7 separate regions of the Mus musculus genome follow, and regions 1, 2, 4, 5, 6 and 7 are each linked to region 3. The links are chromatin contacts, called in public HiChIP or PLAC-seq maps. All regions are on one chromosome and are shown on one strand. Each heading gives the region's core, a stretch centred on a gene start, on an enhancer-like site or on the middle of the called end of the contact. The rest is flanking DNA. Distances are from core to core; before and after follow the strand shown.

What was found. HiChIP or PLAC-seq counts read pairs in DNA pulled down with a chosen protein or histone mark.
Region 1: an H3K4me3 HiChIP or PLAC-seq map of embryonic hindbrain shows a contact between it and region 3, with 6 times the contacts expected there. The contact joins the enhancer-like site here to the promoter of Sox2 in region 3. A contact is called at or near these places in 7 of 39 promoter capture datasets (cranial neural crest, embryonic stem cells, liver and 3 more), 14 of 115 datasets of contacts at active chromatin or transcription factors (craniofacial prominence, embryonic basal ganglia, embryonic forebrain and 7 more) and 2 of 9 other capture datasets (embryonic stem cells and pancreatic islet).
Region 2: a contact with region 3 is called in an H3K4me3 HiChIP or PLAC-seq map of embryonic forebrain, with 5 times the contacts expected there. The contact joins the enhancer-like site here to the promoter of Sox2 in region 3. A contact is called at or near these places in 5 of 39 promoter capture datasets (cranial neural crest, hippocampal neurons, liver and 2 more), 12 of 115 datasets of contacts at active chromatin or transcription factors (SST interneurons, VIP interneurons, astrocytes and 8 more) and 1 of 9 other capture datasets (embryonic stem cells).
Region 4: an H3K4me3 HiChIP or PLAC-seq map of embryonic basal ganglia shows a contact between it and region 3, with 4 times the contacts expected there. The contact joins the enhancer-like site here to the promoter of Sox2 in region 3. A contact is called at or near these places in 9 of 39 promoter capture datasets (the 3T3-L1 cell line, the SN4741 cell line, cranial neural crest and 5 more), 9 of 484 Hi-C or Micro-C datasets (cerebellum, cerebral cortex, embryonic fibroblasts and 4 more) and 12 of 115 datasets of contacts at active chromatin or transcription factors (VIP interneurons, craniofacial prominence, embryonic basal ganglia and 8 more).
Region 5: an H3K4me3 HiChIP or PLAC-seq map of craniofacial prominence shows a contact between it and region 3, with 3 times the contacts expected there. The contact joins the enhancer-like site here to the promoter of Sox2 in region 3. A contact is called at or near these places in 11 of 39 promoter capture datasets (the 3T3-L1 cell line, the SN4741 cell line, cranial neural crest and 6 more), 3 of 484 Hi-C or Micro-C datasets (embryonic stem cells, nephron progenitors and trophoblast stem cells), 12 of 115 datasets of contacts at active chromatin or transcription factors (craniofacial prominence, embryonic forebrain, embryonic hindbrain and 5 more) and 1 of 9 other capture datasets (embryonic stem cells).
Region 6: an H3K27ac HiChIP or PLAC-seq map of stem cell-derived neural progenitor cells shows a contact between it and region 3, with 7 times the contacts expected there. The contact joins the enhancer-like site here to the promoter of Sox2 in region 3. A contact is called at or near these places in 10 of 39 promoter capture datasets (cranial neural crest, embryonic stem cells, frontonasal cranial neural crest and 5 more), 2 of 484 Hi-C or Micro-C datasets (neural progenitor cells and neural stem cells) and 25 of 115 datasets of contacts at active chromatin or transcription factors (SST interneurons, astrocytes, craniofacial prominence and 13 more).
Region 7: an H3K27ac HiChIP or PLAC-seq map of embryonic stem cells shows a contact between it and region 3, with 5 times the contacts expected there. The contact joins the enhancer-like site here to the promoter of Sox2 in region 3. A contact is called at or near these places in 10 of 39 promoter capture datasets (the 3T3-L1 cell line, the SN4741 cell line, cranial neural crest and 5 more), 8 of 484 Hi-C or Micro-C datasets (embryonic stem cells, nephron progenitors and trophoblast stem cells), 13 of 115 datasets of contacts at active chromatin or transcription factors (craniofacial prominence, embryonic forebrain, embryonic hindbrain and 4 more) and 1 of 9 other capture datasets (embryonic stem cells).

The regions. Positions count from the first base shown.
Region 1 is chr3:35,058,920-35,061,619 of GRCm38.p6, reverse strand. No RefSeq gene overlaps it. Among named protein-coding and RNA genes, the nearest start is that of Gm35255, 110 kb to the right of the region's middle. Within about 2 kb of position 1,394, at least 11 of the 459 cell types and tissues checked have an H3K27ac peak or open chromatin away from gene starts, as enhancers often do. A contact at or near this core is called in neural stem cells, where this site is marked.
Region 2 is chr3:34,195,364-34,198,063 of GRCm38.p6, reverse strand. No RefSeq gene overlaps it. Among named protein-coding and RNA genes, the nearest start is that of Gm52623, 70 kb to the left of the region's middle. Within about 2 kb of position 1,258, at least 24 of the 459 cell types and tissues checked have an H3K27ac peak or open chromatin away from gene starts, as enhancers often do. A contact at or near this core is called in SST interneurons, VIP interneurons, embryonic basal ganglia and 5 more, where this site is marked.
Region 3 is chr3:34,648,739-34,651,438 of GRCm38.p6, reverse strand. It overlaps Sox2 (SRY (sex determining region Y)-box 2), which reads right to left and starts at 1,444. Exons shown (of 1, transcript NM_011443.4): 1 at 1-1,444. The coding sequence starts at 1,023. The coding sequence ends at 64. All of the region lies in intron 3 of Sox2ot (SOX2 overlapping transcript (non-protein coding)), which reads right to left. RefSeq lists a promoter at 1,207-1,957.
Region 4 is chr3:34,251,495-34,254,194 of GRCm38.p6, reverse strand. No RefSeq gene overlaps it. Among named protein-coding and RNA genes, the nearest start is that of Gm52623, 14 kb to the left of the region's middle. Within about 2 kb of position 1,279, at least 13 of the 459 cell types and tissues checked have an H3K27ac peak or open chromatin away from gene starts, as enhancers often do. A contact at or near this core is called in VIP interneurons, embryonic basal ganglia and second pharyngeal arch cranial neural crest, where this site is marked.
Region 5 is chr3:35,042,465-35,045,164 of GRCm38.p6, reverse strand. No RefSeq gene overlaps it. Among named protein-coding and RNA genes, the nearest start is that of Gm35255, 94 kb to the right of the region's middle. Within about 2 kb of position 1,259, at least 4 of the 459 cell types and tissues checked have an H3K27ac peak or open chromatin away from gene starts, as enhancers often do. A contact at or near this core is called in craniofacial prominence, where this site is marked.
Region 6 is chr3:35,140,245-35,142,944 of GRCm38.p6, reverse strand. No RefSeq gene overlaps it. Among named protein-coding and RNA genes, the nearest start is that of 1700017M07Rik, 130 kb to the left of the region's middle. Within about 2 kb of position 1,309, at least 25 of the 459 cell types and tissues checked have an H3K27ac peak or open chromatin away from gene starts, as enhancers often do. A contact at or near this core is called in astrocytes, forebrain, neural progenitor cells and 3 more, where this site is marked.
Region 7 is chr3:35,026,396-35,029,095 of GRCm38.p6, reverse strand. No RefSeq gene overlaps it. Among named protein-coding and RNA genes, the nearest start is that of Gm35255, 78 kb to the right of the region's middle. Within about 2 kb of position 1,330, at least 28 of the 459 cell types and tissues checked have an H3K27ac peak or open chromatin away from gene starts, as enhancers often do. A contact at or near this core is called in embryonic stem cells, epiblast stem cells and trophoblast stem cells, where this site is marked.

The DNA.
Region 1 (2,700 bases), core at 145-2,644, 410 kb before region 3:
GAGAAGTGACCGGAGGACAGGCGCAAAGACTGGATTCTTCCTCTGATCAGCTGCTGGGTGCACGTGGACAAGTCTTTCTGATTCAGAAAGAGGCCTGGGAGCCAGAGGCCGTGCCTAACTTAGTAGATGGTACTCTAGCAGAAAGCAGGAAGTTAGCTCTGTAGCTAAAGAAGTGGAGTTGGATGAGAGATGCTATTTCCCATCCTGTAGTCTCTCCCACTAACTGGCCACTTTCTCAGCATCCCATCATTCATCAACTTCTTTCTCCTTCACAGACTAAGTCTGGGTTCTATTGAGACCATGAACAGCTAATCTCAGCCACATCCCCAAGAATGCAAGTGTGTGAGGGTATGCACACACACACACACACACACACACACACACACACACTAATAAATAAACAAATCGACCTTTAAGCCAGCTTCTCCTTCTTTGTGGAAACCTAATCCTGTCTACCACAGCTACAGGTGCTCTCACCAAGGCTGACTTCAGCTGTGGCGACACTAACCTCCAGCCTCCAACCCCCCCTGCATGTCCCTTGGAATAAAAGCTGTGGTGATTCAGCCTATACCAATGTATATCTGGTAGAGAAACACGGCTTGTGTAGACCGCTCCCCCCAAAATGACATTTGCCTGCTTTTGAGCAACCGCACTTCGTTGGTAAGGTAGAGAGAGACACAACTTTCCAGCTACTGCCTCAGCGGTCTGTCATTCCACAGCTGTTCTTCCACAGCCAGATTCATCTAGTGTCTCACTCTCTGCGCACAGAGTTCACAATAGGCCTTCAATAAAGGTTTGCTGATAGCGGTGGGGCGGGAGGTTGGGGCTGGAGAAGGGGCCCAGCCCTGAGATCTTCCCTATATCGTTCTTCACTGTCGGTGTCTCCCCAACCTGACCCATAGGCTTCCCTAATGTTCTGGGGCAGCATCTGCTTGTCGTCTGCTTGTCACATCTCTCTGCTCACCTCGTCCAGGGATAGGCTGTTATGTCACATCCTTGCCCAGGGCTTGGAGCTCCCTGTCTGAGCTTTCTTCAGATCCCTGTGCAGTGTTTGGGCAACACTCTCGTACTTTCCCTGACTTTGTGCCTTTTCTCTCTCATTTTCCTCTGGGGGAATTCCTCTAGTTGTCTCCAGCATCTTGAAATTACAAAAAAAAAAAAGAGAGAGAGAGAGGATTTAGTGTATTTAGGCAACACAGCAGGCTTTATTTATGCAACACGAGTTCAGTCAATGGTGCTCCCCTCAGCGAAGAGGGGGTCTGAGAAGCCGTGGAGTGAGCAGGAAAGAATGTAGGAAGATTGACAAAATGAAAGCAAGATTCATTCCTTTTCACAAGTGACTCTATCAGGCCACTGGAGGAGGTGCATTTCAGTCAGGCTTGGAAATACCATGGTGAAAGGCGCTTTTGCCAGAGGAGAAAGCAGGCGCGAGGCGCAAGGAGGGCAGGGAGGACTTTGGCAGTCATCGCTGTCAGCTTTGGTTTAGAGGCATCTTCAGGCAGTCTCTCACTTACTCAGCACCACGCCCGTTGAGAACTACAGGCATTTTTGTCTTATCTGTCTTTTGCTTGTTTATTTTGATTTTTGTTTTTGTGGTTTTGTGGCAGGTGTGTGTGTGTGTGTGTGTGTGTGTGTGTGTGTGTGTTTCCTGTTTCCATGGGTGGTGTTTTGGTTTGATTCTTGTCTGTTTGTTTTAAGGAGAAAGAGAAAAGGAACATAAAGTTGAGTGTGGAAAGAGGTGGAGAGTGTCCTGGAGGAAGGAATTGTGGGCAGGGAAAACGTGATCAAAATGTGTTGTGTGGAAAAAAAAAAAACCACATAAAAATGTATATAAATACCTAGATGAAGGAGAAGGATGTGAGGACTGTGGGAGTCAGAGATGCTAAGGGACACACTCAAGCAAGATGTGACCATCCTTGGAACCGTAGTTTGACCCCACAGCACTTCACAAATGCTTCCTCTTTACAAGGACAATAGTTTCTGTGCAAGCCTGTCAGCCATTGGTGATTGGTAGACAATGGCTTGCTTTGGAAAACGGGTTAAACCTTTGCTCCTGGGAAGAGGGGACATTCCAAAGCTCTGTGGGTACGTGGAAGAGTCCTGAGAACACTGAGGACCAAAACTGGGATTGGATTCGATAGAGCTACTACTGCCTTCTGGCCATTGTGGTGTGGACCCTGTGGGATACCAATCCCCCCCGAACCTAGTGCAGGAAAAAAATGCTTTTAAATACACATTAAAAACCTAAAAAGTTTTTTAGTATAAAATTTATTTTATATTAGATCTTTTTTACTGAAATATTCTAAATCAGATGTTTACATGGTAACATACATGATACTTTGTTAATAGACTAAACGGTAAGAGCTTGGTCACACGCAAGTATGAGGGAGGGAAAGGGCTTTCAGATGTCTCCAACAGGTGCTTCGGAATGTGACAATACTGCTGGTGTCAGTGTCACTGATGCTAGGAGTATGACTGCTTTGTTTATTAAAGATAGAGGAGGCCGGGCAGTGGTGGCGCACACCTTTAATCCCAGCACTTGGGAGGCAGAGGCAGGCTGAAGTGTGGACACTATGCCCCTCCTTAGAATTGGGAACAAAACACCCATGGAAGGAGTTACAGAGACAAAGTTTGGAGCTGAGATGAAAGGATGGACCATGTAGAGACTGCCATATCCAGGGATCCACCCCATAATCAGCA
Region 2 (2,700 bases), core at 9-2,508, 450 kb after region 3:
GTGGTCTTCAGTATAAACACTTTTCATGCCACCCTGAGACAGGAGAGCTGGCTGTGCTCATTTATGCCATTCTGGCTGAGCTACCTCTCAAACTTAAAATAACACTGTGGCTACTTACAAGTGCCAATGTTCCGTTTGCCTTTTTAAGATTACCTGTGGCATGGGCTCTAATCCAAAGTATAAGGTTTCAGGTAACTGATCTGTCTGACTTCTGGGACGTTAAAAATGCACTTTTCCCTTTCTCAAACAGGAAACTACCTTTGTTATTTGTATTATGGTTCATTGAAATGTTTAAATGACAAGACATTTTGCTTAAGTCACCTTTAAAATGGTTTGACTTTTAAGTAGCAAAACAACTCCTCTCTCTCTCTCTCTCTCTCTCTCTCTCTCTCTCTCTGATGTTTATTGTGAGAAAATATGTTCACATAATTTTTGCTACAATTTTACCTCATGCATAAATGGAGAGAAATCATGATGACTGGAACTTAAAAGGGAAATGTACAAGGGGTGCTTAGCTCACAGAAGCAACCCCAGAGCTAGTGCCTGTGATACTCACAGGGTATCTTAAACTACTACACTAGCACGCGTATGTTCCATGCCACACAAAGCTCAGCATCACAGATCACAAGAGGAAGCAGCACTGAGAACGTTGATTGTCACCAGTAAAAACCAGCTAAGTCAACCAGAATTCACATCAAACAACGCAAACGTGGCAGGAAGCTCCCTTCCCTTCAAGGAGTGCGTGCTTATCCCAAACGCCTCCAACAAGCAAACCTCAGCTCTGTTGCAACGAATCCTGAACAGGGATGGAAGAAAACAGCTCACGTTACTTACTGTTCTTAAGCCGTCTATCCACACATCCTTCTGGCTCCGACGGGTGAAGAGGGGTTGGTGAGAAGAAATCTAGCAGGCAAAAAGAAGAGGGAAGTAAGTGTTAGTCGTCGGGAAACTCACATCTGCGGGTTCTCTTGAAGCAGTCCCCACAAGATCCCAGCACACGCAGAGAAAGGAAAAAGTTGGCAGAATCCTCACACCTTCATTCTTTCCAATCACGCGGAGCTCCAAACTTTCCCTGCTCAGACCGCTCAGTCTCCTGGACAGCGAGACGTCCAACTTCGGCCCCACTGGAGACGACTGAGTCCACAGAGCCACGGTAACTTCAACACCCGGTCCACAGCTCCCGCTTCTCTCCCATTCTCCATTCACTTTTTTCCCTTCCTAGGGAACGCTCATAGGTCTGTTCTCCGTGCCCCCCTAGTCAGGCCTGGCTTTGAAATGCATTTCAATCTCTCCACACAGACTGCTTTCATTGCATTTAGAGTCCCACTAAGGCCCAGCTTTAAAAGCTACGGATTCTTTTTTTCTTTAGCCTTCCTCACAAAGGAAGGGTATTTTGTAAATTACCAGCTCGTTCAGATCAACAAAAGGTACTTTCATAGAAAGCCCCATTTCATTTTGCTCAAATTTGATTACAAGGATGGAGAAAAGGGAAGGAAGTCAAAAAGAAAGCCCCAGATGGCTTCTCCATTCATCGCCGTGAATGAGCTTTATCTCTGCCTTTTGAAACCGCAGCCGTGGAAAAGCATTTCTGTTGGCTTAAAAAACTTGACAAAAATTATTGGTTTGCCATTTCTCATGCAACAGCCATTGGGAACTGGATGAAAAGACTTTTTCATGGAATCGCCTGCTTGGATCAAAATAATGGAGATTAGGTATTTCATTATAAATTACAGTGGGAGATAGAGCGCCTGTCATATTAATAGCTACCTGCTCGTGGCCTTCAATGTAGCTGTTCTCCTAGACAAAGGACCAAGAGGGTTGTCTATTGAGCTTGTACTTTAGGCCTGATCAATTTTCTATCATCAAGGCAAAAGGTGAGATGACTAACAAAGGAATTCACACATGACTGACCTCATAAGCCTATAGATAAAACAGCCTAAAGAGGCAAAATACATCCTGAAATTATGGATGATAAACTACATAAAGATGGAGAAGAAAACAGAGTGGAGGACGGGAGAGGAGAGCAGTCTCTATAATTCTCCCTCTTTTGGCCAAATGGACACATTAAAAGCGACTTGTTCTCAGCTGCAGATAATTGCAGCCTGTGGTTTGCAGTGGTCGGCTAGAAATCCTTCCGCCTACTCCTTTCCCCCCTCGGCACCGTCTCAGTCATTTCATTCGCTATTAACGGCAGCATTGTGTTCAGGATAAAGCATCTACCAAGTCACACTTAAAAACTGAAAAATGGAAAAGAATCGCAAACGGCACAAGCTTCTGATGCTGTGCTGTGGAAGATGGTATTTATTCTCTGCTCCAGGTTCCTGACCAGCATGGCAATTCCGTTAGGAACCTAAAGCAGCTTAGAGTCTGAGCTGTACCCACTGGACGCAGTGATGATGCTCTCAGACACCAGCGAAAACAAGCTCCTTCAGAAAGGGAATGGGTGCTTCTGGTTCATCCCATCTCGGGGGTTACTTTATATTTCTAATCAAAGTCACCCAGATGACTGCAGGTATAATTGAAGTCCTTTACCCTCTGCTATTGCAACAGAATTGCCATAGAATTGCCCACAACTTTCCTAAATAGAAAACAGGGCTAGACTTTCTGGCCACTAGTTCATTGCTTTTTGAATTCAGGGTGATTGTAAAGAAAGTATCTTTTAGGAATAAAAACCAGGGTTCAGTTATCCCCATAACTGAA
Region 3 (2,700 bases), core at 195-2,694:
CCCTCCCAATTCCCTTGTATCTCTTTGAAAATCTCTCCCCTTCTCCAGTTCGCAGTCCAGCCCTCACATGTGCGACAGGGGCAGTGTGCCGTTAATGGCCGTGCCGGGCACCGGGCCGCTCTGGTAGTGCTGGGCCATGTGCAGTCTACTGGGCGCAGCGGGCTCCGGCACCTCGGCGCCGGGGAGGTACATGCTGATCATGTCCCGGAGGTCCCCGGCCTGGCAGGGCGCCCTGGAGTGGGAGGAAGAGGTAACCACGGGGGGGCTGGAGCTGGCCTCGGACTTGACCACAGAGCCCATGGAGCCCAGCGCCATACCGGGGGTGCCCTGCTGCGAGTAGGACATGCTGTAGGTGGGCGAGCCGTTCATGTAGGTCTGCGAGCTGGTCATGGAGTTGTACTGCAGGGCGCTGACGTCGTAGCGGTGCATCGGTTGCATCTGTGCCGCGCCGTGAGCGTTGAGGCCCGGGTGCTGCGGGTAGCCCAGCTGCTCCTGCATCATGCTGTAGCTGCCGTTGCTCCAGCCGTTCATGTGCGCGTAGCTGTCCATGCGCTGGTTCACGCCCGCACCCAGGCCGGCGCCCACCCCAACCCCGCTCGCCATGCTGTTCCCGCCGGGGGCCAGCAAGCCTCCGGGAAGCGTGTACTTATCCTTCTTCATGAGCGTCTTGGTTTTCCGCCGCGGCCGGTATTTATAATCCGGGTGCTCCTTCATGTGCAGAGCGCGCAGCCGCTTGGCCTCGTCGATGAACGGCCGCTTCTCGGTCTCGGACAAAAGTTTCCACTCCGCGCCCAGGCGCTTGCTGATCTCCGAGTTGTGCATCTTGGGGTTCTCCTGGGCCATCTTACGCCGCTGCCCCCGGGACCATACCATGAAGGCGTTCATGGGCCTCTTGACGCGGTCCGGGCTGTTCTTCTGGTTGCCGCCGGTCGCCGCCGCCGTGGCGTTGCCTCCTCCGCCGCCGCCCCCCGAAGCTTGCTGCGGGCCCGGCGGCTTCAGCTCCGTCTCCATCATGTTATACATGCGGGCGCTGGGCGGGCGCGGCCCGCCGGCGGCCGCCAACCCTCGGCCCGGCCGGGACTGTGGGGGCCGCGCTCGGGGGCCGGGATGCAGGGGCCGCGGGCGGGGGCCTCGGCGTGCACGGCCCTGCGCGGAGATCTGGCGGAGAATAGTTGGGGGGAAGCGGAGCTCGAGACGGGCGAAGTGCAATTGGGATGAAAAAACAGGCGCTCTCCTCCTCGGGCCGCCGCGATTGTTGTGATTAGTTTTTGGAAAGGCTTAAGCCTCGGGCTCCAAACTTCTCTCCTTTCTTTCTCTCTCCTCTTCTTTCTCCCAGCCCTAGTCTTAAAGAGGCAGCAAAGTACTTTTCCCTTTTTGCAAACACTCTCTTCTCTGCCTTGACAACTCCTGATACTTTTTTGAACAAGTTAATAGACAACCATCCATGTGATGGGGGCTGTCAGGGAATAAATGGGTTTCCGGCGGCCAATCAGCGAGCGCCGGCTCCTGCGCCCGAGCCCAGCCTCGCCAGAGGGTTTTGCATGAAAGGGGGCGGGGCCTGCCGCGCCGCCGAGCCGAGCCCAGCAGAGCGCTGTGCCCCGAACCGCGCGGGGGAGGCGGGCCCGCAGCCGGCCGCTGGGGAACCTTTGTATCCCCCCCCCCCGCCCCCCGTTTTCAGCAACAGGTCACGGCGCACGCCTGTTCGAAGGAAGTGGGTAAACAGCACCAAGACGACAGCTCCTTTCCCCCATGCTACGGAATATTGGCTCTCTCTTGGATACATAAGGGTGGATGGGGCGCGGGAAGCTGGGGCCAGGGTGGGGCAAGGCCCATGGGTGGTTCAGGGCGACTGTCCAACTAGTATTTCAGGAAGCTGGCAGAGCCGGAGGTGGTGTGCCATTGTTTCTGCGCTCATCCGCGGCACTGCGCTCTGTCGCAGCCCCTCTTCCAACCTTGTCGCCAGCACCCACTCACCCCCTCTTCTCACCGTACAGACGAGAAGTTAGACCCAAGCCTCGGGCCTCAGCGCCCTCCTGGCTTCCGTGTCATCGGCTCGGTTCCCAAACACGAGTCCTCTGCCCATGTAGCTGACTGTAGAGCAGAGCTAGGACCAGGCCTTGTTCCCAGCCTTTTCCTAGGCCGACTCAGGTGTGGCTCAAGGAACCGCAGCACGTGTCCTCAACCCCTAATTCCCTACTCCACCAACCTGCCCCATCCAAAGGGTGCAAAGGCAAAGCTGGAACTCTGCTCCCGCTCTTTCTAACTCCCAACCCTGACACAAGAGGATTTTTAGTGGTGGCAGTTTCAGAGGAAACCTTGGGGACGAAAGCATCAACGGAAAGAAGCTCCCGAGTGCAGGGGATGGGGGGAGGGTCACGCAACTTCCTGGCATCCCACCGCGAGGCGCGGAGGTGGCATTTGGGCTGCGCTCACAAACTCCCTCCCACGCAGCGTTCTCAGGATGGGGCAGCGCAGCCGGCATTGCCCCTGCTGACAGGCACGGTGGTAGTCACGAAGGCCCGGCCGAGAGGCGCCGGGGCCTGGGAAGCGCGCGGGGTCCAGAGGTGCAGGTGCAGGCGGAGAGAAGGCCCGCCGAACCCGAGGAGCCGGCACCAAGCAAGCCCAGGCTGTGGGAGAATGGGCTGGGGGCGGGGGTAGGGGTTCAAGAATCTTGCCTGCCCAGGACCCGAGAGGGTAATT
Region 4 (2,700 bases), core at 30-2,529, 400 kb after region 3:
AGTAACCAATTTCATGAGACTGATTTGAGGGGTACAGAACATTTACAACAAAATGTCAGCCAACAGAACATTAATGTTCAGAGCACTCCACAGTGAGCTAAATTGACATCAGGGTGCCCCCCTAGATCAAGAATAAATAAAGAGTGGGCACAAAATTCTCTGGTAAGTATACTTTCCCCCATTGACACTCTGTGTTGCGGGCTATACACAGAGTCATAAAATAAGAGGAGGAAGAGAAGATGCCCCTGCAGCCGCAGTCTGAAAGAACATGGATTTGTGTGTACATGTGTTCTTAGCTCTACAACAGGGAAGCACCACTGGGTAGAGAGTGGGGCATGGGTCAGTGGGCAGTCTGTGAGTCAGGCACTATCTTCTCAAATGAATGAATGAATGAATGAATGAATGAGAACAAATGTCTTTTGAGTGCTCATGGTTTTCCATCCTATTTTGGTGGTCTGTGGAAAGCTTGATCCTTTTGCTTAATGCCTTGGGTTGCAAGAAAACATGTGTGTTGCCTGCTTTATGTTTCAGTATGTTTCACATCTGGTGTACATACTGCCTGGCACTCATCAGACAGAAGGAAAGGACTATTCATTAGAATTAATTAGTCATCTGGATAGTCACATACTTAAGTAAAACACATCCCATGGTCACCTTCCTAAGAGTTCCCCAGAACATGCTGTTATTGTACGCTGTGCCCCACTGTCCATAGCTTCTTAGTTAACCCAGAATGGTCTGCTTTCCAAAGTTTGCATTTCAGACGTGTTTCTAAGAATTGGGAGACGGTGGTTCAGACACTTCACGTCGTTTGAGCTCCCTTAAACTCCAGTACCTATTCTCTACCTCGTGATTCAGCCCACCCCTGTCTCGGATGTGTTCTGGGGGAGGTAAAGGAAAGAGCAGCACATTCCTTGTGCCTGTGTGGGCTAAGCCTGGGCACTCATGGGGTTAAAAGCACTGCAGTAATATTAAGCACATGTTTCCAGCCCGCAGGGTGCCAGACTGAGGCGTCCTCCAAGCCTAATTTGATAGATATTATGCCTACATTGCTGCAAGTAGCGATGGAGAAAGTAAAAATTTTATGGATGAGCAAAATAGGAGCTCTTCTGGATGGAGTGTTTTTAAATCAGGTGTATAATTTACCCAGTGTCAGACCGCATGTAGAGTGCATTACTCAATTGAACTTACACGCAGATAGGAAAGCCGTTTCTTTTAATAAGCACTTCTTCAACTTATTGGCTCTACAATTACTTGCACCAAATTATCAGCAGCTGCTGCCTGCTTGGCGCTGCAGCCCAGACGAGGAGCCACAGTAGTTTCTAATCAACAAGCCACTCGAGGGCTCTTTATCATTTTTAGCTTAATTCCACTTTTATTTGGAATTTATTAATTGGAATATCCAATATTTTCACGACGGAATTTTGCTTTGCTTCCATTAACAAGAAGCCTACCCAATGGCTGAGGTGATTAGGAAAGGGGAAGAGTGGTGCCCAGCCTTATCTCCGACATTCACAGTATTATACGCATAATGCTGGCTTCGTGTTCTCTCGGAGGCTGGGTTTAGACCTTTTTATGAAATTCTGCTGCTGAACTTAGCTTTCTGGGTGTTTCGAGTCCAAGAGTTGTTGCAGGTGTCTGAACAGCACATCTTCATGCACAGCCAGTCTAGCCATATGTTTATGCCAGGCTTCTGGACCTCCACATGAAGGATATTATGGAGTGACTGCAGTCGGGGTGTCCTGGGCATTGGAGGTTGTTCCCAAATATTCCTGGCCTCTGACCACAGATTGCTGGCTGCTCATCTCCAGGCTCCAATGATAAATGCTAAAAACTGTCAGCAACATCGCAGAAGCACCGAAGTGTTTTATGTAAGATGGTGCAGCACATTACACCCAAGGAGCCTTGAAGGTTAGTTCTAAGAGGAAAGTACACTTTTTAACGAACTTGTTGGAAACTTTAGAACTGTATCCATAAGTATCAGTATTCTTTGCTCTCTGAGAAACGTTCAATGAAACCATGAAGGTCTAATTGTTTAAAATCAACCACATTTTATCACTACTTTTACAGCCAAAAGCAAAAGGAAATGACTTTTTAAAATATATAAGCAATAACTACTTATAATCAAATCAAATAAATATCTGAATAACCACTGTTCATGTAGATGGACCTGGGGACTAATTTTATAGAAGTATGGTAAAATTGTTTTATGTCAGCAGAGTCAAGAATACCTAATCTGAGATACATTTTACTTCTTCGGAATTAATTTGTATGTTATTGCCAGCTCCAAATTAGGAAACAGAAAGGTATGAGGAGCTAAATGCTATGACTTCAAAAAATGTTAATTCAAGCTCAGACTTTTCTCTTTTCAAATTCACATTTTAGCCTTTTAAACATGAAGGGTCAAATGTTCAAAATAAATATACTCATATATATATATATATATATATATGCATGTATATACATATATAAACACATACATATATACATGTTTATTTGTGTATATATACATACATATTAATAAATACAGTATACACATGTATACACACACACATACATACACACACACACACATGAAGTGCTGCTGGAAGTCATGGCTCATATCTATAATCCTACTGGTTGGGAGACTGACAGTGAGTTCTGCAGAGAAAACAGAGGAATACTGCAGTGAGTTCAAGGCCAGCCTGGATCACAGTGAGACCC
Region 5 (2,700 bases), core at 10-2,509, 390 kb before region 3:
AGCACAGTCAACTTCCCATGTCCTGCCTCTCCAGAGCCTGAGTCCTGTGGTGGAGCAGGCGCAAGAACCACAACCCTACATATAACCAGGCAAGAATTCCAGTGGAGAGATTGAGACATCAATCCAGCCAGAAAACCGGCTGGGTAGCCCAGAAACCTAGGAAAGAGCCAAACACAACTGGAAAAAAAAAAGTCAATGAAATGATTCCTAATGATACTCTGTTATATTTGTAGACAGGAACCTAGCATAATGGTCATCAGAGAGGCTTCATCCAGTAACTGATGGAAGCAGATGCAGAGACCCACAGTCAAATATTATACAGAACTCAAAGAATCCTTTGGGGTGGGGAGCTAGAGATGTCAAAGACAACACAAGAAAACCCACAGAATCAACCAACCTGGGCTCACAGGGGTTCACAGAGACTGAACAATCAAGGAGTCTGCATGGGTCTGACCTAGGCCCTCTGCATATATGATGCAGTTGTGTAGCTTGCTCTTTTTGTGGGATTCCTAACAATGAGAGCAGGAGCTATCTCTTGGCTTTTTCGCCTGTGTTTGGGACCTTTGTCATCCTACAGGGTTGCCTTGTTCAACTTAATACCAAGGGAGAATCCTGGCTTAGTGTAACTTGAAATGCTATGCTTGGGTGAGATCCCTGGGAGGCCTACCCAGTTCTGAAGGGAAGGGGAGAAGGAATGGAGGTGAGAGGCGGGTTAAAGGGGAGGGGAGAGGAAGGGAGGGAGGAAGGGAAATGGTAGTTGGGATGTAATATATGAGTAAAGAATCTATTTTAAAATTTAATAAAAAATAAAATAGAAACAGTTGGTCAACAAGTTTTCTAGGATGCAGAAAGACAAGTCTAGATGGGCAAGCTAAAGCAAAGCTGCTTCACCTTGCAGGCAGCAGTTGAAGTTTTATAAGTCAGTGACGGTGCTGAGAGGAGTGGGCATGGATATGATCAAAATATGTTGCATAAAATTCTCAAAGAGTTAACATATTTCTAAAATGTCAAAGATGCTTACTCCTGAGAACAGAACACATCCTTCCATACCATGCATACATTTGTCTTGCCAAGTATTCATTTCAGCCAAAAAAAAAAAAAAAAAAAGAACCAAGGAAATTCACCAGTTTCACTTCTGGAATGGGGCAGTGTGTGGAGAGAATCATGAATGGATACAGAAAGCATTTACCCTAAGCGTTAACTTTGTAAATACAGTGCAGTCACACATCCCGTCCCTCATAGATGTGAATGCTGTTGAAATCATCAGAGCAGACTGTAACTGGATACTCACACAGTTTGCCTCAAGGCAGTCTTCTCTATTTGTGTGCATTTCTGAAATGAAGATGAAAGCTAATTACAGTAATCCTCTCCAATAAGATGAGGGGAAAGAGGTGCACTCTGAGACCTGGGAGGCTCAACAGAATGGATGTCTGAGTATTTTTTAACCATTCTGTCTTAACTAAGATCCAAAGCAGTCCTGAGCCTCCCGTGTCCTCGGAACCTGCAGGGACACCCAGGAGAATTGGAAGCATCTGGGCTCTGAGCCTTGCACATAGCATGAGCCTCCCAATTCTGAAAAGCAGAAATACTAACCCTAGCACAGAAGCTATGCTTACCAATATGATCTGACCCACCTGGGCTGCCCAACACTGAGCATGTCCTGTAGAGTCAGTTCTGCCAGGAAATCCTAACTCTGGTAAATTTAAGTTGTATAAGCTCAGACAAGGTCCCTGGCTTCTCCATGTTTCTGATTTCTCCTCTGAAATAAAGGTAACAATGTACATGATTGCTGTTACTCAGTGAGTAGCAAGGCTTCTGAGAGAAAGCTGAGCAACTGTTGCCTCAGTGAATATTGGCCCTCGACTCATAGGAAGTGTAACTGTAATAGCTATTAGCCCACTGAGCTGAGGAAGCCTTCTGGAAGGGAAAGAAAAGCCGAAGATGGCTTATCCAGACCTAGCTCTCTAAAGTTGACTAAAGATGAAAGGTCTTCAGAACTGAGAGAGTAGCATACTAGACCAGTAGATGAGCATCCTCCAACCCTGGAGGCAGGGTGAGAAGACACATTGCAAAGACAATTTTGACGGCACTCGTCTTAGGCAAGTAAGGTTAGGATCCTTGTGGGATGGGAAGCCTAAGGCTGTAGAAGAAAGGTGGGGCCTTCAGGAGGTGGCTAAGTCTTGCACCGTGTGAAAGTGGCTTAACGAGGAACTGAGGCTGAGCTCAGTCAGTAGAACATCTGCCACATAAACTGGGAGACATAGAGGAGCAGAGGTGCGATACCAGTGCCTGGGGTGGGGCCTGCCGAGGTATCACAGGTTCAAGGTCATTCTTGGCTACACAGTAAGTTTGAAGCCAACCTGGACTACATAAAACCTTGTCTCAACAAACAAACAGCTGTTGACCCTTTCCTGCTGTGAAGACACAATAAAAATGATCCCTCTTGGACACTACATCTTCTAACACCTTGACCTCAGACTTTAGAAAAACTACAAGCAGTTTATTCCATCATTAAATTGATTGTCCTGGGGTATTTTGTTATAGCAGCCCATGAGAGACATCAATGGTCGTTTTTTATGTTCTTGCCAGATTCTGGGCTGTATTTAAGGAATGAGAGCCTGGTGGAGCCCAGCCCAAGATCTCCAGTACTGGATTGCTGTGTCCTCAATCAGCAACATCATAAAAGAAAAAAGAAAAAAA
Region 6 (2,700 bases), core at 60-2,559, 490 kb before region 3:
ACAAATGAAGTAGACCTGTGAATTCTCTTCAAAAACCACTAGATTAATTCCGTTTCTGTTCCTCCTTTTTGAAAGGAAATGGTTAACCAAAGTAACACACAACTGGTAAAAGAGATGACCAGGAATGGTACAAAATAAGCTTCAGGCTTATTAATTGCAGATGTGCTAAAGCATTTTATTTGGAAACTCTTAAATGGTTCGTGTCCAACAGACCACCAAATGGAAAAGGATAAAGGTTTTATTGCTTAAAAAAAGAGAGAGATTGTCAGGTAGACATTCGTATCTTCATCCCTTGCTATGATCGTAATTCTGATGGAGTTGAGTTGACAAACATGCCATAAGCAATGCTCCAAATGCCATCAAATTATAAAAAATGAGTAAGAGGGCATTTACAGCATAGCCAACAAAAGAATGTAAAGTTTGCTTAAAGAGAGAAGGACTGTGGTGCAGCTCAGTGGCTGAGCACAAGCCTTGTCTATACATGAGGCTGAACTGGATCCCCAGCATCACAAAACAAGCCAAAGGATGTTCATATTACATGTGATGCTGCTATATGTCCCACGACTATGCTGTGTTCTGGAAACCTACCTCCTCCTCCAACCTCCTCCTCCTCCACTCTAGTTCCTGTCATCCCCCAGGTGTGGTCTCCACCTGGGTTCTTAATCTCTGTTTCCTCATCACGCTTGAGCCCCTTTACCAGAGGAGTTATCTCTGAAGATGCCTCTTCCAGATCAGCTCGTAAACACCCAGAGCGTTTTACACACTTCCCTCCCTCCAGCAGGCATGACTGTTTTTCGTAGCTCACGGGTGGCAGTGGCCTTCTTCTGGGAGCAATGCCAGAATCTGGTCCAGGAAAACTCTGAGGCAACTTTCAGGACCTTTGTAATGGATGCTACCCGTTGCCACATTTTATCTTGGTTTCCTTGGGAGAAAGCAACCATGCTTCGTTCAGACGGGCAAGCCAAGTTCGCTTTCTGATGCCAAACTGGCAAGGACCACAGAGCTTGGTGTTGGTCTGTGGATGGGAAAAGGCATCAGGAAGAGTTTCTGACTTTTTACATCTTTTGAAAATGAGCAGCTGATACATTAAATTTTTTGTCAGGGAACAAGCATCAGATTGCATAAATAACTCATTTGAACAGCAATCACCTCCCAGTCACTCAGCTCTCTGGCAGTTAACAAAAAGGTTTTAAGATAGAAACTGGACTATTTAGCTTTCATTAATCATTCATACTGTTCAAACACATCACACAGTAACTGAAGAGGGTTATGGTAGCTAAGCTTGAGTCTGTTGTGGAAAGTAAGTTTAACTTTCTATGAACTCACTGGACACAAAGAGTGTCCCCTGCTTACTATTCCAAATGTCACCAGCTAGAAGCAAACGGATGATTACGAATGGTAATGAAATACCTCTGAAGCCGTTTGTACACTAACAAAGAGTTACTGTCAGAACTTGAATAAGGTCCATCTACCCATTTTCAAAGAATGTCAACATTATATAAGGGGTAAAGCAGACAGCAACAGCTAAATACACAAACAAATAAGTTTCTGATAACATTTCCCTAGAACACAGTTTTCGTCAAATTTTTTTTTCTTGGAAAAGGAGAGATCAATGAAAGCATCTCACCTCCTTAAATCATTTCAACCCCACAGTGGGCCTCGCAGGAGTTAGGAGAGTTTTAGACATTCCATCTTTGTGTTCTGGATTTTTGGGGCATGGGGGCAATGGAGATTCCTGGGTTGAGTTTCTCTGGCTGATACTTGTTTTCTTCGTTTCATTTGTTCTCATCTTCTTAAGTGAAGCAGGGAAAACAGGGTGAAATTTTCTGTGTTCTGTCTCTAGGAGAGAGAAACCCAATAATTGCTGCTTCTTGGAGGCATTGGTTGGCAGCCCAGGAATTTCTTGATGGACTCCTCTGTTTAGCTGTTCCTGAGGACCAGGGTGGTGGCTTCTCCTAGGCTTCAACTGTGCCCTTACTAGGTCTGCATCTTTCTACTGGGATGAGACTCCACATTTTATGAAGGAGCCAATGAGTGGAAAATACCCCATTGCTTTTGAAACGTACCTAAAATCTCAGGGCACTAAGACTAAAGCTGCGTGAAAGTTCCTGAAAGGGAGGGTCTTTATGACAACCTACAGAGGGGCTGTTTCCTCTAGAAATAAGAATCTCATTTAGTGTGTTTTAAGGTCTTTAGTAGAGCTCTTTTGCCAGGAGGAGAACTACTTGGGAATCTGATGGTTTCATTTAGTTCTAATGAGAAAAAAAAAAAAAAAAGAGGCAGATGTGGTAGCAGCTGTTATAGGAGAAGCAATGGGTAGCGAGAACGCAGACTTATTGACACCCATGAAGAATGCTTAAAGGCGTTGAGAAAGAAGAAAAAAAAAAGATCTTGAAGACACAGAATTCAGTGCTAGGAAAAATGGGTGTATAAAACATAAAACAACATTTTATATCGATCAAGTGATTTTTTTTTTCCTTTAAAATTATCAGAAGCTGTTTAAAAGAAGGGAAGAATGTTTGACTTGTGTTCTGAGAAGTCTAGAGTCTAGGGCAGGCTTCTTGGAGGGATTGATCTGGCTTAACAGTGTCCCTCTGACCCCAGCAGTCTCAGCTCTGCCTTCTGTTCTCTGTGTAAATTTTATTCCAAGATTGACCCTCTACATGTAAGGTAGCCGCCCACAATATCTGGACTGCATGC
Region 7 (2,700 bases), core at 81-2,580, 380 kb before region 3:
GGTAGCAATTTGCCACATCTTCTGTGTTTGACGGAGGACTAGGAATTAGAGGAGGTATCTGGTTCTCCTGTCACCTGTCTCCTCACAGTATAATTATCTGAGTTCCCAGGTGCCGCACTGGTACATGAAAAAGTCTAAAGAAGAAATACAATATGTCTGCATTGTGATTCATCATCTGCCCTTGATTGAATATTTCCTACCCTGGAGGTAAGGGGACAAGGAGCTGCCAGCCAGGAAAGGGAGTCTTTGTCTCTCTCTCACACACAGATGCTAGCTGTGTGTCCTTGGCCAAAACACTTAACATCTCTGACTCTCCTTGCTTTGTTCTATAAAACAATGGGACAGGGTAGATTACTGATGCAATTTTTCCCAGAAAGCTGAGCTTTCAAAAATTCTGTACATCATTGGGCAAAGCACACCTACAAAAGGTGCACATCTTTTATTCCAGTCCTCTGGAGGTAGAAGAAGGATATCTCTGAGGTTGGGGGCCACCTGGTCTATCTAGTAAGTTCTAGGTCAGCTAATGTCCTGTTTCAAAATCACAACAACAATAAAAACCTGTTTAGACCCCAAATCATGATGTAAATATACTCAAATTACCGAATAAACGGAGAAAAAAATCAGTGTGGCTACAGTGCTCTACTGAGGACCCTGTAAGAGTTACAAGCCTAGTTTTGCGAGTGTGTTCCGTACAGTATCAGCAAGCTTACAAGGATACAGGCAAAACCTCCTATGGAAACAGAGTATCTTAGTTTGCTTTTGACCTCTGCTCTAAAGACCATGACCAAAAGCAACTTGGGGAGGAAAGGCTTATTTCACCCTACAGTTTCAAGTCTATCCTGAAGGAAAGTCAGGGCAGGACCTGAAGCTGGAGGCCATGCGGAAATGCTGCTTTCTAGCTGGCTCCTCGGACTTACATACAGCTGCGTTTCTTACACTTCCCAGGACCACCTGCCCGGGGGTGGGGAGTGGGGGTGGGGCACTGCCTGCAGAGAGCTGGACCCTCCCACAGGAATCATTAACAAGAAAGTGCCTGCACAGACTTGCCCACAGGCCAATCTGATAGAGGCAATTCCTCAGCTGAGTTTCCTTTGTCCCAGACGGTTCTGGCTTTTGTCAAGAAAAAAAAAAAAAAAAACCTAATCAGCAAATATGATATTAGGAGATTTTTTAAAAAAATAAGTTGAAAGTTCCTCTTGGGGACTCATACTGAGTCTTTACAATTAAGTTGCAGGAGTTTTACTAACTTTGCATACAATTATTCTGCCTGGGAATCCTTAAAGGGAAAGAGAACAAGTGCCACAAGCCATGTCCAAAGCTCATAGGTCCTAGGCTCACTGTGTCGTGTCGTAGGTCATTTCTCTCCTTGGGAACTCCTCTTACTCCACCCACAGCATAGACACAGGAGAACCAGGGCATCCAGGAGAAATGTTCCTGAATCGGACCCAGGTCCCAGATGATGTCCTTCTATGTTTGTATATCTGTGCTGTGTTTTAAAGGTCGTTTACAAGATCTCTTATAATCGAGTCGTGTTAGCGCCTCCCATACCCTTCTTAGGTCAAAAGAAGAACTACAGCACTTAGTGAGAGATGAAAGAACAACTTAAAAGGAAAAGAAATAGGATGAGTGGTCAGAATGTAGAGAGAGTAGGGCAACCAACGACTGCATTTGTAGAAAACATAAATGGATCCTCATTAGCTTTGCATTCCATGAGACAACAAAACAAAACAAAACAAAGAACACCCAACACCCAGAACCCTGGAAAGGCAAATCCCCCATGTCTTGGGATTTGGGGTTTGGATTAGGACATGTGGCCTTGTTGGCGTAGGGGTGGCCTGGTTGGAGGAAGTGCCTCACTGGGGATGGGGTTCGGGGTTTCAGAAGCTCAAACTGGGCCCAGTGGCTCTTTCTCTCTCCTGCTACCTGATGACCCTAGTGCAGACCTCTCAGCTGCCTCTCCAGCACCATGTCTGCCCCTGTGCCTCCTGCTATGCTAATAAACTAAACCTCCTGACTAAACCTCTGAAACTGGGAGCCAGTCCCAGTTAGATAATTCCCTTTATAAGAATTACTGTGTTTGTGGTGTCCCCTTACAGCAATGAAACACTAAGACAGGACTTATTCACTGTGTCAATCACAGGAAGTCTAAGTGTAGAGGGTTTTGAAGGGAAATTTTCTTTCTGTGTGCATGGTCATGTATGTGTGTGTGCACCATATGGATATGAATATGTGTGTGCATGTGCAGGCCAGCAGACAACCTCTCCTGTCATTCCTCGGGATGTTCCCCACCTTGAGAGTTTCTCACTGGCCTAGAACTTGCCAACTAAGCTAGGCTGGCCTAGAATCTCCAGGAATCCTGTCTCTGCCTGTCTCTGCCTCCCTTACACCAGAATTAGCTGCTGTTAGTTACACCTTGCTGGCTCTTTTTTAGTTGGTTCTGGGCATTGAACTTGGGTCTTCATGTTTGTGCATAAAACACTTTAGCTACTAAACCATCTTCCAGTACCTCAAAGAGGTCTTTTAAAAAATTATAATTCTGACCATGCTAAGAATCATAGCCCACGGCAAACACATAAGGATATATCATCCAGATTTCAACATGAGCACTGAGAAGTTCTATGAAGACAGATCCACTGATTCCCCAGGAAGATGCAGGTGACTGAGAGGGTTGTATGCCTCCTGAGAGACTACAGCACAAGG